2 separate regions of the Sus scrofa genome follow, and region 1 is linked to region 2. Evidence: chromatin contacts called from public Hi-C data. All regions are on one chromosome and are shown on one strand. The core of a region is the stretch at or near the end of the contact, and the rest is flanking DNA. Distances in the headings are between cores, read along the strand shown. Region 1 holds the start of KYAT3 (kynurenine--oxoglutarate transaminase 3). Region 2 has its middle 40 kb from the start of LRRC8D.

Region 1 (4,565 bases), core at 201-2,700, 530 kb before region 2:
GAGGAAATCGAAAAGTATGTGGCTTTTAATTCTAAACAATATTTTCATTGTGTTTCTCATTTACCCTTAAAAACAATATTCTGTGAAGGAAATCATGAATCATGGTGATCTAATAAAACTGATTATGGCATATAGTATATCTAGGATTAACTCCGCAGTCATATACCCATGATCAAGAGAAAACTGTGCTATTATCTCTGGAGGAGATGGTTTAAAATGAAGATACAGAAGATATGTATGGCATAGCTGGGGGTGACCTGAGGCTGAGAAGGCTGATGAATTGTTGGAGGATCCAGGGCGAAAGGTGAGTAAAGCCGTCAAAAGAACTGTGAGACGTTTGAAGCTGTAGACTTCAATCCAAATGATCAGTGGATAATGACTTTGCATGTGGGAAGGAGAGGCAGAAGGAATCAGTTGATAATGTCACAAAGTCCAGGATGTTCAGGTTAACTGCAAGCTCAAGGAAGATTAAGGTGCGGTGACAGTGAAAAGAGGTAGTGCTAATTAATGCACAAACCTGGTTAAGAGTTACCACAAACAGCTTTATTTCTGCTTCATGCTCTGGACTTTAGTCCACTTCTACAGCCATGTCATCGGAGCAAGAGTGGGGAAAATCAGGTAGGTTTAGCTGGCACAAGACAAGTTAGGACACGTGCTTTTGCAAGTTTCTGAAAAGCTGTTTTGTGAAAAGGGAGTCCGGGTAACTTATTACAAATTTCGTAGAAGGCAGCAACAGGTCTGACTGGTGTTTAAGTTGCAGCAGCTGGGTCTCAGGCCCAGGGGAGCTAGGACTTTGTACAGGGGGCTGTGGAAGGAGCAGCTGCCAAGTTCCTCCCTCAGGTAGCAAAGAAGGAGCCTGCAAGACGGAAAAATTGGGTGGCAGGCGCCAAAAGCAACAAATTGGACAGCTTTCCGCTCTGATTGAGAAACTATGGGCTCCCCTAAGAGTCGTTTCTGCGGCAAGTTGACAGCTGTTTTCCTTCGCATGAAGAATCCCCACTGCTGCCAACTGGAGTGGGCGTCAGCTTCCCTCACCGTCCACGAAGTGCCCCAACTGCCAAATCCAGCGCGAAAGGGGCGGACGAGGAGGGGCCCAGGGTCCCACCCGCAGGCCAAGCACCTCGGCGCCTCCTCCGCAGCAAACTCCTCCAGGCCCGCGTGGGCCGTATGCACCGGCCGCGCGCCCCGGAGCCGGACACGAGTCCAATCCTGAGCCGAGTCCAGCCCGGCTCTTCCTCCCACCCCGCAGGCGCGGCCCCCGCGCGCACCCAGCGGCCCCCTCCCTCCCGCCTCCTCTCGCGGCCCCGCTCGCGGAGCCCAGGCGGCCACGGCCTCCCCGCACCCGTACCTTACCGACGCGCCACTCACATCCCTTCCGCGAACACCTCGCTTTCCGTGGCCCAAGTCCCGCGAGAACTGGAGAGTGCGTCGGGGCGCTCCGACGTGGGGCGGGGCCTGGCCGGGAGTCAGAGCGCGGATTGGCTGAGGGTCAGCCGGGTAGTGGGCGGGGCACCGTCGGACGGGGAAGCGACCCGGAGGAGAGGAAGAGGGAAGGGAGATGTGGCCGGGGATGGGCTGCGGGCTCGGCCCCTCCGGACCGACAGGATGGGGATGGAGGCCAGACGAGTGTGGGGCAGGATCCGGGCTGCGGGACGTGGCTCCTCCGGGTAAGGGGGGCGGGGCGGGGTCTTGAATGTGGTCCGAGATGGGGTGCGACGCTGAGGTCCGGAGCCCTAATTGGAGGTGTGTGATGGGTTGGGTTGGCCCAGTGATAGGACGCGGGCAGATTTGGAAGGAAAAGCCGGTTGTCGGGTCCCAGGGCTTAGGCGAGGGGAGGGTTGTATTTATCGAGATGTTAGCCGGTGCAGAGAGGGCAAGGCTAAGGAGAGTGTGCAGAAGGGCGCGTGGGTGTATTTATCTCCTGGGGTGGGGGTGAGAAAAAAAGCAGAGAGGAATTTACGTTCCTGAACAGTAAAAGCGGGTGTGATCAGAGGACAGAATGAAGGGGCCGTGGAACTGAGGAGGAAAATCAATGACAGTTTAAAAGGGAAGGAAAATCGGCCAAGAGAAACAGGAACACCACGAATTACTCGTTTTTGAAGGCGGTGTTAGCAAAAGGAGAGCCTTGTATTAAGCATCGAGCTTCATGCTTCAATTTTCTTCCTTTCCAATTTTAAGAAGATGGGAGGATAGAAGGAGTGGGAGGGGAGGTAGCATTGTTATTCACGTCCGGAGGAAAGGAGAGAGATAACTTTTGGTTGAACTAGGTTCGCCGAGTTTCAGAGGCGGATGGAAAATTGGCTGTGTGCAGTTGGGAATCTCACCCCTAGATCGTGAGCTACTGTCAGGGCATTCGTTTGTCAATACTCTTCAACCAAAAGGCCACCAGGAGCACAACTGCAGTCCAAAAGCTGGTTTTATAACTTTACAAAGAGGGAGAAAACACACCTTGGGAACCTTGGGTCGTTTGAATAATAGAGTGTTAGAAGAGATCCCTATTCAGGGATCCCTATTAATGGATCTTGTCTGTTATGCCCCTTCCTCGTAGTCAGAGACTGACTGATGCTGATGTCCTTTTAGATTGCGGTACTTTCCTGGAGGAGCTCCGCCATCCGTGCCTCCCAACAGTGAAGTCTTAATGGTAAGTGTTTGCTCAATTTCTGATGCCAGGTACGGTGTTTCTTTTTCTCACGTGTAACATGCATGAATTGAGAACAGAGGTGCACAGGCTTCTGGGGGAAATGGGCAGAGAGAGCGTGTGTCTCCAACCTTTAAGAGGAAGAAAAGGCCAGAGACAAGCAAATGTGTATGATGGTTTGAAATGGTGTTGAGTGCTGTGGACGAAGCCGTGAGGATGGGAGACTGCGGGTCGTTTAATTAGGAGAGTCAGAAAAGGCTTCTTTTGAGGAGGGAACAGTGGAACCCAGAACTGAATGATGAAGAGACGACTTTGCCAAAAATGATTCTGGACAGAAAAATGGCAGTTGAAAAAGCCTTGGTATGGGAGCAAACTGGGCATGCAAGGACGAAGAGGGAGACCCCTGTGTCTAAAGCACAGTCATCCAGGGCTACGCGCTTCCAGATTGGGGTGGGGGGGAAGACAGGACCAGATCATGCAGAGCCCTGAAGGCCCCAGAACTTTGATTTTATTCTGAAGCAGCCACCAGAAAATCTTCATCACATTTTAGGAAGGACACTATCGTTTCTTCGGAGAAGAGACTTGGAGGGAGGTGCGGGTAGAAGCGGGAGCATCTGTTGGGGCGTAAGAAGGAGCAGTGAGGCTCTCCGGCCTGGGGTGGGCCTGGGGTGGGCAGGGGAGGGAACAGGGCTGGGGTGGTGCGCTTCCTCACCCTCCACCATCACCTCTGGTTTCTCTGAGTCAGACCCTTTCTGTTTAAGCTCCTCGGAGCATCAGCTGCCAATCAGTCTCTTGCTGAGGCAGAGGAGGAACAAGAGCTGCTGTGTGGAAACTTAGGGTGGGGAGCTGGTGATCTAGTTGTTTAAAAGGCCTTCAGGAGTTCCCTGGTGGCTCAGCAGATTAAGGATCCAGCGTTGTCACTGCTGTGACTAGGGTTGTAGCTGTGACATGGGTTTGATCCCTGGCTTGGGAACTTCAGAGGGCGGAGCCTTAAAAAAAGCCTTTAAAAGACCCTGTTTTTTTTTTTTTTTGGTTTTTTGTTTTTTGTTTTCATTTTTATTTCCGAACCTTTGGAGAGTTTTGTGGGGATGGAACTAGTTACTTTTTGGCTTTTTTTGTGACTGGTCTGGGACTCAGCTTATTTGAATCTGGTGTCTGTTTCTCCCTGCCTGTTTGCTTTCTAACATCTATAATCTTATTTTCATTGTCTTTCCCTTTATTTTTTTTCTCATGGTGTTATGACTTAAAAGACTCTCCCCACTGTTATTTCAGTAGTAGTGTTTAAGGAGAGAAAGAAAGAAATAGCTTTGATTTGCCATGTCTTGTGGTTGTTGCTGGTTTACAGGCATGCTCATGAAATGACTGAGGAGCAAATGCTGGGCATTTGAATGCTTTCTTCATCGCTCTAGTCTTGTGTTATTTTTTACTCATGTTGGTGTTTAAGTGACTCCTTGGAATTAATAGCTAGTGGGTGTACCTTTCTTATCCTTGTGCCCATTCGTTCTCTGAGTAAAAAGACAGTATCTCCCTTATGTAGATAAAGACTTCTCCATTGCTTCATTGGAGGACTAAAAATAGTCTGAAACACAGCAGACAGACGGCAGTATAGCATAGCTGGCAAGCCAGAGCGCCTGGGTGCAGTCTCAGCTCTGCTGTTTTCCAGCCGTGTAACCTTGGCAAGTTACTTTATTTCCCTGCGCTTCAGTTTCCTTACCTGTAAAACGTGGGTAATAGATCCTTCCTTACAGTGGTGTTTTGTAGGTTATGTGATTTGTTAGATCTAAAAAGTCTTTAGATCTACGCTCAGTTCTTCCTGAGTCCTACACAACTGTTCCTTCAGGGAAAGGGGAGGAGACTTCTGAGAGCGGGGCTGGCAGTTCTGCACCCGTGTTTAGTATTCTCTTCTTCTGCAGCAGTAGAACCCCCG
Region 2 (4,348 bases), core at 1,615-4,114:
CCATGAGGACGCAGGTTCGATCCCTGGCTGGCTCAGTGGGTGAAGGATCCGGCATTGCCATGAGCTGTGGTGTAGGTCACAGATGTGGCTCAGATCCTGAGTTGCTGTGGCTGTGGTGGAGGCCGGCAGCTGTAGCTCTGATCTCACCCCTGGCCTGGCAACTTCCATAAGACTTGGTTGTGGCCCCCCTCCCCAGAAAAAAATTTTTTTTAAAGATACATCCTTTTGCACCATGTTTCAAGGCGTATGTTCTATGGACCACCTAACTTAGGATTTTAGGGTGAGGAGTGACAGGGGAGGGTTTGGTAAAATGCAAATTCCTGCGCCTCACTCCAGAAATTCTGATTCCATAGATTTGGGCGGGGCTTGAGAAATCTGCATTGAAAACAAGCCCTTCAGGAGGGTTTTTTTTTTTTTTCTTTTTCTACTAAAAATTGAGAACTCCCACTGCTGTTCATTCTAGCAAACTATCAAGAAGAGCCACATTAGACATAAAACTACCTGGGACTGCGCCAACTCGTGCCCTGAAGGGGCAAGCATACAACAGGGAATATTTATTTATTTATTTATTTATTTATTTATTTATTTATTTTTTGGTCTTTTTGCTATTTTTTGGGCCGCTCCCGCGGCATATGGAGGTTCCCAGGCTAGGGGTCAAATCGGAGCTGTAGCCCCCGGCCTACGCCAGAGCCACAGCAACGTGGGATCCGAGCCGCATCTGCAACCTACACCACAGCTCACAGCAACGCCAGATCGTTAACCCACTGAGCAAGGGCAGGGACCGAACCCGCAACCTCATGGTTCCTAGTCGGATTCGTTAACCACTGCGCCACGACGGGAACTCCAACAGGGAATATTTAAACAAACAGCAAACAGGAAGTGTTCTGACAAATTTCTGAGAAGAAGAGACTGCTCTCGAGATTTATTAGGGTGCGGGTAAAGCGATGAAGTGTGCCCTTCCTGCTGCGCGTGCACACACACACACACACACACACACACACACACGTATACAAGTGTAAGGAGAATGTTCTGTCTATGGAGAGATTTGGAAAAAGATCTTGGAGTTCCCGCAGTGGTGTCTCTGCAGCCGTGAATGCAGGTTCGATCCCCAGCTCAGCACAGTGGGTTAAGGATCTGGCATTGCTGCAGCTGCGGCTCAGGTCACAACTGCAGCTCAGATCTGATCCCTGGCCTGGGAACTCCATATGCCACGGGGCAGCCAAAAAAGGGGAAAAAAGAAAGAAAGGTGTCACAGCCCTGTGTGAGAGGGCCCTGTCCCCTCTGGGGATGGGTCCCCAGGGGCTGTGAGGGCCCTGATCTCTGAATGCAGGACAGGCACGGGGGCGCTCTCTCCCCAGCGGAACCCGGGTCTGGAAGCCTGCTGAGTCGAGCCTGTGGGATACCCCCACACACACCCACATACGGCCCCCAGCGTTGTGAGGGGGCAGCCCGCCTAGGGGCCTCTGGCATCCCCTTCCACCCCCATCCTTCCCACCCACTTGCACAGAAATACACACACAGGTCTGGAAACAGAAGCAGCTCCTTCTCAGGCATCCAGCAAATAGCCTGCGCCTCTGCCTCCACGGTCCCGCTTCCAAACCACTGCGGGGCGCAGAGGTGAGCCCAGGACCAAGCCAGGTGACTAAGCGCAGACATGGGTCAGAGCCGGGGCCATCTGAGCAGCTGCTGAGTAAGAGGGCTGTGACCTCATCTCTGGGAAACCGGGACCGGGGCCAGCCTGACAAAGACAATGAGCAAACCGCCCAGGGGACCGTGAGGCAGGTCATGGTCAGCCCATCAAAAAGCCAAGCGGCCCCCCGGTAAGACCCAGAGCAGCACAAAGAGATGCCGGCCCGGCGGGGTCCCCACCATCTGGGCCCGGGTCGGAGGCTCTTCTCCTGACCCAGGCGCCTGGGCTTCTGGTGGCTTTTCCTGCCGCGGGGACCGCCAGCCCTCCACACCACCTGGTCCCTGGGTTTTCCATGCTTGGCCCGTTTGCTTCTATTGCATGACCTCTTTGTCAACACTGATAGCAGCTCATTAGAGCTGAAGCCCAGACTCCAGTTCACTTCCGTTCACCTCATTATTTCTTTCTTTTTTGGGCCAAAGCCAAGCAACAAACATTCACATTCTCCCTGCAGGGCAGGCGCACAGACCCAGGCGACATGCTCACAGGCGCACGCTCACATGCACACTCGCATGCACACTCACACTCTGCACCCACAGGTGTACACACTCACCCACGCACACACGTATGCACACGTGTACTCACTTCTACACACACTCACACATATGCATCCACACGTGTGCACACCCACACCCACATGTGTAATCACTTCTATACATACAGATATGCACCCGCACGTGTGCACACGCACTCACCCACCCCCACACACATGCACACTGTGTTTGCACTTCCATACACACTCACACTCTACATGTGTGCACGCACTCACACTCAGCCATACATAAATTCAGACACACACCTCAACCCTGGGGCAGGAAGATGAACATGACTGCTGGCCCAGTTGAGCGGCCAGGACAAGCCGGGGAATGACGTTCAGAATCTCCGGAGCCCCGAGCCCCGGGCCAGGGCCCGCCAAGGGCCGCCGATGGGGTTTTGCAGGCAGCTGCCCCGCTCCCGCCCTCTGCTCCCGCGCCTGCGCTCGGTACTGCCCCGCTCCATCTTGGGCCCCGTTTCCAGCGCTGTCAATCAAGTGGGAGCCCTTCCAAGTTTCCGTGTCAGTGATGATCAACCGTTCTAAACCCCAGCTCCCCCAGGCGCTCCGGGCCAGCCTGACCGGGACGTGAAACTGCAGAGCCGCCCTCCCCGGGGCGCGGCCGGCGAGGCGGGGACGCCCTCTAGCGGCCGTGGCTGGTGTGGCAATGGACTTTGAGGGCGCGGGGACCCGGGCGTCCGCTCTCCGGGAGGACTCGGAGGGAACACGAGGTCAAAACCCTGGGCAGCCTCACTCCGCCCTCCCGATCGCCCCCAAAGCTCCCGAGGCACCACGTCCTCTCCGGCCGCACTTCCCAACAGCTCTCCGGCTGCCGCCAGCCCAGCTCCGGCCTCGTCACCGTCCCCGGGCGGAGCTCTGCGGCAGGGAGGGTCCCCTCCCGGCTTCTCGGCTCCATCTCCTGGGTCCGGTCCCTTCCACCCTCGCTGCCAGACCCGCGCTCCAGACGTTCGTCGTCCTCTGCTGTGTTCTGTGAGAGTCTTCCTCGCTTCCCGCCGTCGAAAGCGCTGAGCCTCAAAAGGGGGGCGCCCCTCCTGGAGAGGCACCGGCTCTGGACAGGGGAAGGCGGGTCCACATGGGGGGGCGGGGGGCGGTGTGGACGCTCTTCCCCCAGACTGGCTCGGGCTGAACCACTCTTCCTGGGGTGCATTGTCTTGGGGATGGAGGACACAAGTCCTCCCGGCAAAAGTGCAATCATCTCGGCCGTAATCTGACCTCCAGTTTCCCTTCTAGCCTTCGCACTACAGCACTACGTCGCGGTGAAGGGCTGGGACTGGACTGTCTGGGTCAGAACCCCAGGTCTACAGCTTACTAGCTTTGTCACTGCAGGGTTTTACCTTCTTTACAAAGCTGTTGAGGAGATAGTGAATGAGATCAACCAGCGCTTTTTTTAAATTTTATTTTAGGGGTGCACCTTTGGCATATGGAGGTTCCCAGGCCAGGGGTCCAATCGGAGCTGTAGCTGTCAGTCTACACCACAGCCACAGCAACGCCAGATCCAAGCCACATCTGCAACCTACACCACAGCTCACGGCAACGCCGGATCCTTAACCCACTGAGGGAGGCCAGGGATCGAACCCAAGTCCTCATGAATTCTAGTTGGATTCGTTAGCACTGAGCCACAACGGGAACTCCTGCACTTCAGCTCTCGACACTGGATTGACCTGGAGTGTCTTCTGTCTCCTGATACCGAGACCTCACTGTTGTCCCAAGCCCGGCTCAAATCTCACCTGCTTAGGGACTGACACGCTCCTATTGGACCTGTCCCTTCACACATCCTGTATCGTGAGCGGAAACAAATACCTTCTGTTTTTAATTCTATCAGTGTAGTTGATTTACAATGTTCTGTCAACTTCTGCTGTGCGGCGGTTACCCAGTCATACATATATGTATACATACCTTCTTAAACATACACACTCTGCGGCAGTGTACCATATAAGTCAACATACTGATCTCTAGTACAGTATTTTGTTTATTGTTTTTGTTTCTTGTCAAAATGTTTACGACCATTTTGAAAAATTAAGAAAAATCCTTGTAATGTGTATTCATGTGTTACTGGCTTAGTTACTTGATTTTTTTTTACATTTTCCTTCTCGCCATAGGTGGATTGC

Evidence for each region. A called contact is a pair of places that touch in the nucleus more often than the background predicts.
Region 1: a Hi-C map of embryonic fibroblasts shows a contact between it and region 2, with 2.1 times the contacts expected there. The contact joins the promoter of KYAT3 here to the enhancer-like site in region 2. A contact is called at or near these places in 3 of 47 Hi-C or Micro-C datasets (alveolar macrophages, embryonic fibroblasts and omental adipose tissue) and 1 of 2 datasets of contacts at active chromatin or transcription factors (alveolar macrophages).

The regions. Positions count from the first base shown.
Region 1 is chr4:127,448,360-127,452,924 of Sscrofa11.1, reverse strand. It overlaps KYAT3 (kynurenine--oxoglutarate transaminase 3), which reads right to left and starts at 1,450. Exons shown (of 14, transcript XM_001929384.5): 1 at 1,369-1,450.
Region 2 is chr4:126,921,272-126,925,619 of Sscrofa11.1, reverse strand. No RefSeq gene overlaps it. Among named protein-coding and RNA genes, the nearest start is that of LRRC8D, 40 kb to the right of the region's middle. Within about 2 kb of position 2,864, at least 39 of the 83 cell types and tissues checked have an H3K27ac peak or open chromatin away from gene starts, as enhancers often do. A contact at or near this core is called in alveolar macrophages, embryonic fibroblasts and omental adipose tissue, where this site is marked.